Regions from separate parts of the Mus musculus genome. Here region 1 is linked to region 2. A link is a contact called in public HiChIP or PLAC-seq data. All regions are on one chromosome and are shown on one strand. The core of a region is the stretch at or near the end of the contact, and the rest is flanking DNA. Distances in the headings are between cores, read along the strand shown. Region 1 overlaps Pacsin2 (protein kinase C and casein kinase substrate in neurons 2). Region 2 overlaps Arfgap3 (ADP-ribosylation factor GTPase activating protein 3).

Region 1 (4,224 bases), core at 917-3,416, 72 kb after region 2:
GGTCACACTGCATTCATAGCCCGGAGAGCAGAGATGGGACTCAACTAACTTCCTCCTTTTTATTTAGCCTAGGACCCACACCCATTGGACGTACTGCCCACATTTAGAGTAGGCCTTCCCTTCTCGGCTAAACCTGGATACGCCCTCACAGACTTGACTAGACGTATGTTTCCTAGGTGATTCTAAATCCAGTCCAGTTGATGGTACAATAAACATATAACCTGCCAGCAAGAAACTAATTAAAAAAGCCACATTGGTGGCCAATGCCTGACATCTCAGCACTTAGGAAGCTCAAGAGGCAAAAGGACTGCTGGGTTCAAGGCCGCCTGGGTTGCAGAACATGCCCTAGGCCATCTGAGCCACAGTGTGAGACCCTAAGGCCAGCACACAGTAAGCCCTCCTTAGACAGTTATTAAGCAATCCTGTTTAAGAGGCACTCCTTAGGAATCCAGGAGCAAGAATGTGGCAAGAGTGCCTAGGTTCCTACTTCTAGTGACTTTTCTAGCTGTACAATGTCACACGTGTCCCAGAGCCAGTCTTTTGCCAGCATGCAGAAGCTTAGAGGTTAACAGATGAGGCCACAGCTGCCCTTGGCCCCAGCTGGAGGCTGGCATAACCTCCTCCTACCATTTCAGGCCTGATAACAGGTATCAGGTACACAAAGGATGTGTTACATAAGACGTCTAGCTTCACTTTAATCCCTTTAGTTCATTCCAGAGGAAAAACCAAGAGGCCTTCCTGAGGCCTACAGGCTACTGCAGAAAGCACGGGGGTCCGAGAACTGTGCTTGCCTGTCTTCCCTGAAAGATGAGAGGAAGCTCTCCTCTGAAATCCCTGCCAAGCACTAGCCGCAGAGGGCAGCAGTGGTACACACACGGCCTTCCCAGGCCACTTTCTGTCCCATGGGTACACAAGCTTCTTTCTTACTCATTACCTGCACAGAATATTCTTCAGTCCCTAGGAAATGTCTGCCTCTTCCGAGTCACTGTGCAGCCCCAGGGTGAGGTGGGCAGCCAGCAGTCTTTAAATAAGTGTACACAGTTAGTCATTCATTCCACAAACATCTCCCACATACTAGCAACTGTCCTAAACTGCTAACAGTCTCTGTCCTCCTGGAGTTGATATTCTCCCTAGGATACCCTGCCATGCAGCTAAGTGACAGAGCCACACAGTGTGCTAAATTCTAGGACAGAGGAAATATAGGTGCTAGGGAAAGAAGTGTGAGGGACAGGGACTTGGTGAGATCAAGTATGTCCTCAGAAGACTCCAAAAGACGGGAAGTAGGGACAGGTACCTCTCAGTAAAGGGACAGGAGAGTGACGGGCCTGCTATGTACTAGGCTCAGGGAGGTCAGCACCAAAAGCTGCAGAGGGACCAATGGGATCTCACCTACAGGATGCACAGTAACTTGGACTGGACCTCTGCACTTAGCTTTTCAGAACTAAAACCACGCAGTAAGACATGCTATTTAAAACCAAGCATGGGGCACTTAAGAGCATTTACTGCTCTTGCAGGTGATGCCAGTTTGGTTCCCAGGATCCACGTCAGACAGCTCACAACCATCTGAACACCTAGCTCCAGGGGAATCCGATGTGTCTGGCCTCTTTGGGCACCTGTGCCTCATACACATGTCCCCTTTCACTCACACATACACTCACATAATTAAAAGTAAATCTTAAAAAAAAAAAAAACAAAGCCCAAGCTTGTATATTTTGTATCTGTCCTTAGCTCTGCACATTATCCAACCTCAATGTGAGAAGTTACCATCTATCCTGGGACCTGTTTCAGCTGCAAGTTTACCCTATGGATAAGCTCAGCCAGGAGAGCTAAGAGTTCACTGTGGGACTGTTCAGAAAAAAAAAAAACAACCCTGAAAACTCAGAGCTACTTTGGTGTCCATCAAATGCTGATACTGTAGCGGGGAGAAGTGACTCAGAGGCGTGAGTCTGGCACCAGGGAGGCTGAGGAAGTAGAACCGACAAGGTCAGCTTTCCCAACAGTAAACTCCTGTCTGAGAAAGGAAAGAAAGATGAGAAGAGACTTAAAAGGAGAAGAGGAAATACACTTGAAGCATGGGGCACCAGGCAGCCAGGACAAGGGCTGTGCAGAGATGGAACACAGGCAGCTGCGGGGCAGCATCATACGTGTCCTGCTGGACGGCAGCAACTGTGACCTCTCAAAGCTCATGGCTACACAGTCCTCACTCAGTCACATGTGCCCCTGGCATGGGGAGACTCTACTGTTAACAGCCTCCTGAGCTATTTGAAATGTCATCCAACCACACAGAATGCTTTTGAAAGAAATACCAAACCGGCAAAGACATTTTGTTTCCTGAATGATGCCATGTTGGGATGAAGGGTGGTCCCACATGGCCACATCCCAGGACAAGCCTCCCAGCTTCGAGAGAAATCAGCCCAGTGACCATGCATGCCCCTCCATGGCCTCCACAGCTCCAGCTCTGCTCGCTTCCCACCAAACTGTCAGTCCCCAAGCCTCGCCCTCCCACCCCACCCCCAGAGCACACAGCTCTGACCAAGTGGGTACTCTACTGCCACTGCACTGTAGGTACAGCCAGTTCACGCCTCCTGTCTGCCATGCCCTTCCTGCACTACAGACCTGGGTGAGGCAGGCAGTATCCTAGCCTCAAACTCCCACTCAAAACCACTTTCAATGTCTAACACCTTTTTGTATTTTGTCTGTCTGTCTGCCTGCCTGCCTATCAACAGGGTCTCTCTACATAGCCCTAGCTCTCCTGAAACTCTGTAGATTAGGTTAGCCTCAAACTCACAGAGTTCCATCTACCTCTGCTTCCTGAGTGTTAGGATTAAAGGCTACACCACCACACCACAAATGGGAACTCCGAGGGCGTGGGTCTGTATCACTGCCCTCTTTTCTTCACGGCCTTCTCTGTAGCATCCACGTTTCTTTGGATACCTCACTCTGCTAAAACTTGTCAGACATTTTAGGGGGGGGGGCTGAAGTCTGAGTGACTTTGAATCAGGGAGATGAGATCCACAGAAGGAAACTATTTGAAGAGGTTTTAACTCCAGTGGCTAAAATTACTTTATCAATACACCTGTCCCCTTCCCATTTTATTCTATGTTCTTTTCTTCAAGTCCTTCTAAAGGCTGAAAGAGAGCCCAGCACTACCATATTCATCACAAGTGGGTTCAGCGGCTCAACAACAATGAAAAGCTCAGGCTCTGCTCCCTCCAACCACACAGGCACCCTCCAGCCCAGCTGAGGCCCTCTGCTGCCAGCTTCAGTGTGTGTCCACTCAGTCCCTTAGGAAGAAGGACAGGGGTCCTGCATCTCTTGAGCACACAAACCACCTGGTTCAGGCCTGAGCTAACACATGGCCTCACACCATTGGTTAAGAAGAAACATGTGTTTCAACTCAGCTACCTGGCACAACCTATTTTGCTTCCAATGACTTCATCTGGAAAAGGGAACATTCCTTAAAGGAAGTGATAGAGATCAGCAAATAAAGTGACTTCTCTCTCTGGAACGCGGTGTGGAGCCCTCAACAATGAGCGGGGAAACTGACCATCAAAAGATGCTGGATTCTAGAGGCTGCTGCTAAAGTGGAGCGGCCTGAGACCCAACACTTGGTCCCCCACCTGCCAGAGCACTTGCCAGTCTAAACAATGAGAGTTTAGAGGAGGAGTATAGTTTTTAATTCTTCTAAGAATTTCTCTGAAGATGTAGTTGCCTTGGAAAATACTGCCTGAAAACTAAGTTGCCTAGAGAAGGATTTTAAACCATGGATGACACAGGCCAGCCCATCAAACTACAGAGTGGGCTGGTAAGAGGCAAGCAACTTTAGGAGCTCCGTGAGGACACAGAACCATTTTTCTGAAAATAAACCCTCTTAAAAACCCCAATTAAAGCCAGGCGGTGGTGGTACATGCCTTTTATCCCAGTTCTCAGGAGGCACAGGTAGGCAGTTCTCTGTGAGTTTGAGGCCAGTCTGGTGTCTACAGAGTTCCAGGACACACAAGGCTACAAAGAGAAATCCTGTCTCAAAAAACAAGAACAAAACAAAAAAACAACCAACCAACCAACCAACCAACCAGAAAACAACTCAGAAAAGGACAGGTGTTTCACTCAACATTCAGGGCCCTTCTTTCCACAGGAGGGACAGAGGGTAAGGGAGAGAGCATCAGGAAGGGTGAGAAAGATCATCCCTTCCCAAAGTACCCCAGTGAAGGTACCCCACTCCCA
Region 2 (3,929 bases), core at 937-3,436:
TAGGGATGCTGGCAGAAGCATGGGGTGGGGCTATTTATTGGAGCCTGAACAATGATCCTCTGGCTACAGCACTGAAGAAAACGAACCCTGTCGTGCCCCTGCCCCAGAAGACACACACACACTGGCTCCACTGGAAAGGTTTCTGGTCTACCAGCAGAGGGAAGGGCAAGTCCGGGGGACTTACAGCATTTGAGTTCCCTCCAACTTGCATGCATCGAAGCTGGAACCACGACCAGTTTGAATCCAGCTCTGTGGACCTGAGAGGAACACAAAGGTTACAAGATGTGAAACTCTCCATCTCTGGCATCAAACTGCTAAACTTCCAAAATGTTCCCTCAGGGCTGGAGAGATGGCTCAGTAGTTAAGTAGTTAAGATGGCTGACTGCTCTTCTAGAGGTTGTCCTGAGTTCAATTCCCAGCAACCACATGGTGGCTTACAATCATCTTTAAGGGGATCTGATGCCCTCTTCTGGCCTGCAGACATACATGCAGCAAGAAAGCTGCATACATAATAAATAGATAAATCCAAAAATATGAAAACAAAAACAAACAAACAAAAACAAGAAACATTTCCTTGCACTGTGGGATTTGGGGAGTTCTGTGTGGCCAGGCCTGGTGCTGTGCACCTGTTACCCCTGTAACCCACACAGGCAGGGGCAGAGCCTTGACAGATTTCCCTATAACCCTGTTTCAGTGCCCCCAAGGGGTAAGACAGGAGCCCAGGGTGAGCACTATGGCTGCTATGTGTTTGCCTTACCCACATGTGTGTCTGTGCACCATGTGTATACCTGGTCTACACCTAGAGCTACACACAGTTATGAGACTCCACATGCATGCTGGGAACCAAACCTGGGTTCTCTGGAAGAATAGCCAATACTTTTCATCACTGAGCTATCTTTCCATCCTCTTCTCTTTTTCTTTAACATTTATTTTTATTATGTACATGTATGTTGCATCTGTCACATATATGCCTATGGATGGGGTCACGGGTGCGTCGCCATCTGACGGGACTGCTGGGAGCTGAACCTGGGTCTTCTACAAGAGGAGCAAGTGCTCTTAACTAAAACTGGAGTCACCTCTCCAGCTCCGGTTAGGCAGGGCTCTTAAACTGAGCTGCCAGGGATTCCTGCGGAGCCCTAGACCCCCCAAGACAAAGGTGGTAAAGGCCTATGTACGCCCACCCCAGCAGGCAGAAGCCTTAGGCAGTACCCACTGCCACAGGAAGAGCTGCTGCTTGGCAGAGTCCTATGAAAGCCGAGTGCTGAGGGAAAAAAAAAGTGCTCTTGTTAACCGCTGAGGCGAGGAGATGGAGACGCAGGCCCTGCTCAGGCTCTTTTTTAATCCCTTGAGCGGTCAGTCACCTGGCTGAGTCTGAGCGCCCCTGTGAACAGCTCTGCCCGGGTCCTGGCCTAGGCATCACGTCTGGTTTGTCTGTACTCACACTCCTAATTTGCTTCATTGACTACCAACCAAAGACGGTTTAGAAATTACTTTGTCCTTTGTAAAAATCACTAACATGAAATTCAACCTAAAAACAAAACCTGCCCTTGGTTAACTATATCATCCATGGCACACTGTTCCCAGTGTTCACATGTGAGAGCTACAGCTGTCTGTGTGTGCATGTGTGTGGCTGGCAGAGGTAGTGAGAGAAAGAAGGGAGGGGCCAGTGCAGGAGCTTCCGTCTCTCATTTGCATACTTGGGGCTGCTGAAACTTTTTCACTGTGGGTGTTTGTGTTTTTCTGGGTCTTTTGAGGTCAATTAGGTTACTCTTAGACTCCCCAGGGCTGGGGTTCCTTTCATGTGCCACTGTGTCAGGCTTGGGATGGCTTGTTTGTCTGATTTTGTCTTTCTGTAGTCCTGGCTAGCCTGGACTTCACTATGTAGACCAGGCTAGCCTTAACTCAGCAGTGAGTGCCCTGGACTTTCTCCCGCCCACAGCCTTGGCAGCTGCCTTTGGCTCAGTGTTCTTTACTTGTTATTTTTTGAATCTTCCATAAGCATGTGACTCATACATTTATCTGACTTTTAAAAGGTGCAAGCTTGAACCTGCACAGGCCCAACAGATCTCGCTGTCCAGGTTCCAGGCCAGTCCTCTTCCTACCTGGTTTCCTGGAACTCTGTGCATGGGCACATGCCTCAGAGGTGATCATAGGACAGAACAGCACAGGCAGAGGAGGGGCAGCTGTGGGTGGCCTCATGTCCGGTCTTTCTATACTCTGGACAGGGTGTGGCACTGTGTATGAACAGCTCGTGACCAATCTGGGAAAAACATTCTCAAAAGTAAGTCTGGAAGCTGGGGGGAGGGGTGGTGGTGCAGGCGGCTCACATCTATAATCTTAGGAGGCAGAGGATGGAAGATTACAAGTTCACGGCCAGTGTGGACCACAGAGTGAGTTTAAGGCCAGCCCAGGCAATGTGTGAGAACCTGTCTCAAAATAAAAGTACTGAGAGGCTGGGCATTCACTTCCCTGTAGCGCACATTCTACCAGGTCAACTGCCTAGCATCCATTAATGTGGCGTTCATACATACACGGTCCTCAGTTCATCTGCTCCCCCGCCCCCCCCCCCCCGCTATGAAGTTATTCACTTAGTTATAACCACAAACAAAAATTAACTCAAACTGGGCGTGGTGGCATAGACCTTTAGTCCCAGCACTTGGGAGGCAGGGACAAGTGAATCTCTGTGAGTTTAAGGACAGCCTAGTCTACATGGCAAGTTCCAGGACATCCAGCACTACATGGTGAGACCCTATCTAAGTAACAAAAACAAAACTCAAAAGGGTCAAAGACATAAATGTGGTATTTGAAACCATAAAACCCTTGGAAAGAACAGGATGAAAACCTCCAGCAGTGGGTTTGATGTGTGCGCCTCGGCAAGGATCCAAAAGGCATACACTAACAGGATGTCAGGAAAGACAAGTGTATCAACAAACAGAGCCAGGAGGTGGTGATGATGGTGGTGGCTCACCCCTTTAATCCCAGCACGCAGGTGGCAGAGACAGGAAGATTTTTAAGTTTGAGGCCAGTCTGGTCTACAGAGCGAGTTCCAGGAAAGCCAGGGTTACACAAGGAAACCCTGTCTTGAAAGACAGACAGACAGACAGAAAGAAAGAGTACTGATACAGCCATTAGGAAAGAAAGAAAGAAAGAAAGAAAGAAAGAAAGAAAGAAAGAAAGAAAGAGGGAGACAGACAGACAGACAGAAAGAAAGAAAGAAAGAAAGAAAGAAAGAAAGAAAGAAAGAAAAAGAAAGAAAAGAAAATCGATACATCCATCAGATGGGAGGAAATATTTTCAAATTGTATCTATTATAAGGGATCAATATATGGCAAACATAAAGAACTCTGAAAGCTCAATATAACAAACAACTCAATCCAAACCAGGGTGCAGGAACACAGACGTCCATCGTGCATGAGAAGATGCTGAGCGCTAACCACTGGGAAATTCATACCAGAAATAAAAGGAGAAACTACCTCACACCCAATGGCTGGTGCGAGAGGGTGGGGAGGGAGGGAGGGAGGGAGGGAGGGAAGGAGGGAGGGAGGGAGGGAGGGAGGGAAGGAGGGAGGGAGGGAGGGAGGGAGGGAGTGAGTCTTGGCTAAGGGTCTGGCTCAGCAGCAGAATACCCATGCAGCATGCCCGAGGCCCCTGGTGTAGTCTTCAGCACTACAGAAAAGAAAAGAAGAGCAGGAGCAGGAGGGTAAGGACCAGGAAGAGGAGGAGAGGAAGAGGAGGAAAGGAAGAGGAGGGGAGGAAGAGGAGGAGAGGAAGAGGAGGAGGAAGATGCTGAGTGCCGATGAAGATAAGCAGAAATGGCGGGATGTATGGTGGCCGAGTCATTCTGGACAAGGAGGGGCTTCCTCACAAGAGGAGAAATATAGTTATCACCTGAGTTGTTGACAGCACTTCCGAGTGCTGTCCTCAAGGGG

What was found. HiChIP or PLAC-seq counts read pairs in DNA pulled down with a chosen protein or histone mark.
Region 1: an HNF4G HiChIP or PLAC-seq map of pancreatic cancer cells shows a contact between it and region 2. The contact joins two enhancer-like sites. A contact is called at or near these places in 1 of 39 promoter capture datasets (macrophages), 3 of 115 datasets of contacts at active chromatin or transcription factors (embryonic stem cells, extraembryonic endoderm stem cells and pancreatic cancer cells) and 3 of 9 other capture datasets (adipose tissue, liver and pancreatic islet).

What each region holds. Positions count from the first base shown.
Region 1 is chr15:83,408,380-83,412,603 of GRCm38.p6, forward strand. The region is part of intron 1 of Pacsin2 (protein kinase C and casein kinase substrate in neurons 2); the gene reads right to left. Among named protein-coding and RNA genes, the nearest start is that of Gm41368, 25 kb to the left of the region's middle. Within about 2 kb of position 2,167, at least 101 of the 459 cell types and tissues checked have an H3K27ac peak or open chromatin away from gene starts, as enhancers often do. A contact at or near this core is called in pancreatic cancer cells, where this site is marked.
Region 2 is chr15:83,336,470-83,340,398 of GRCm38.p6, forward strand. It overlaps Arfgap3 (ADP-ribosylation factor GTPase activating protein 3), which reads right to left. Exons shown (of 16, transcript NM_001357756.1): 3 at 185-257. Among named protein-coding and RNA genes, the nearest start is that of Gm51290, 3.4 kb to the right of the region's middle. Within about 2 kb of position 2,187, at least 51 of the 459 cell types and tissues checked have an H3K27ac peak or open chromatin away from gene starts, as enhancers often do. A contact at or near this core is called in pancreatic cancer cells, where this site is marked.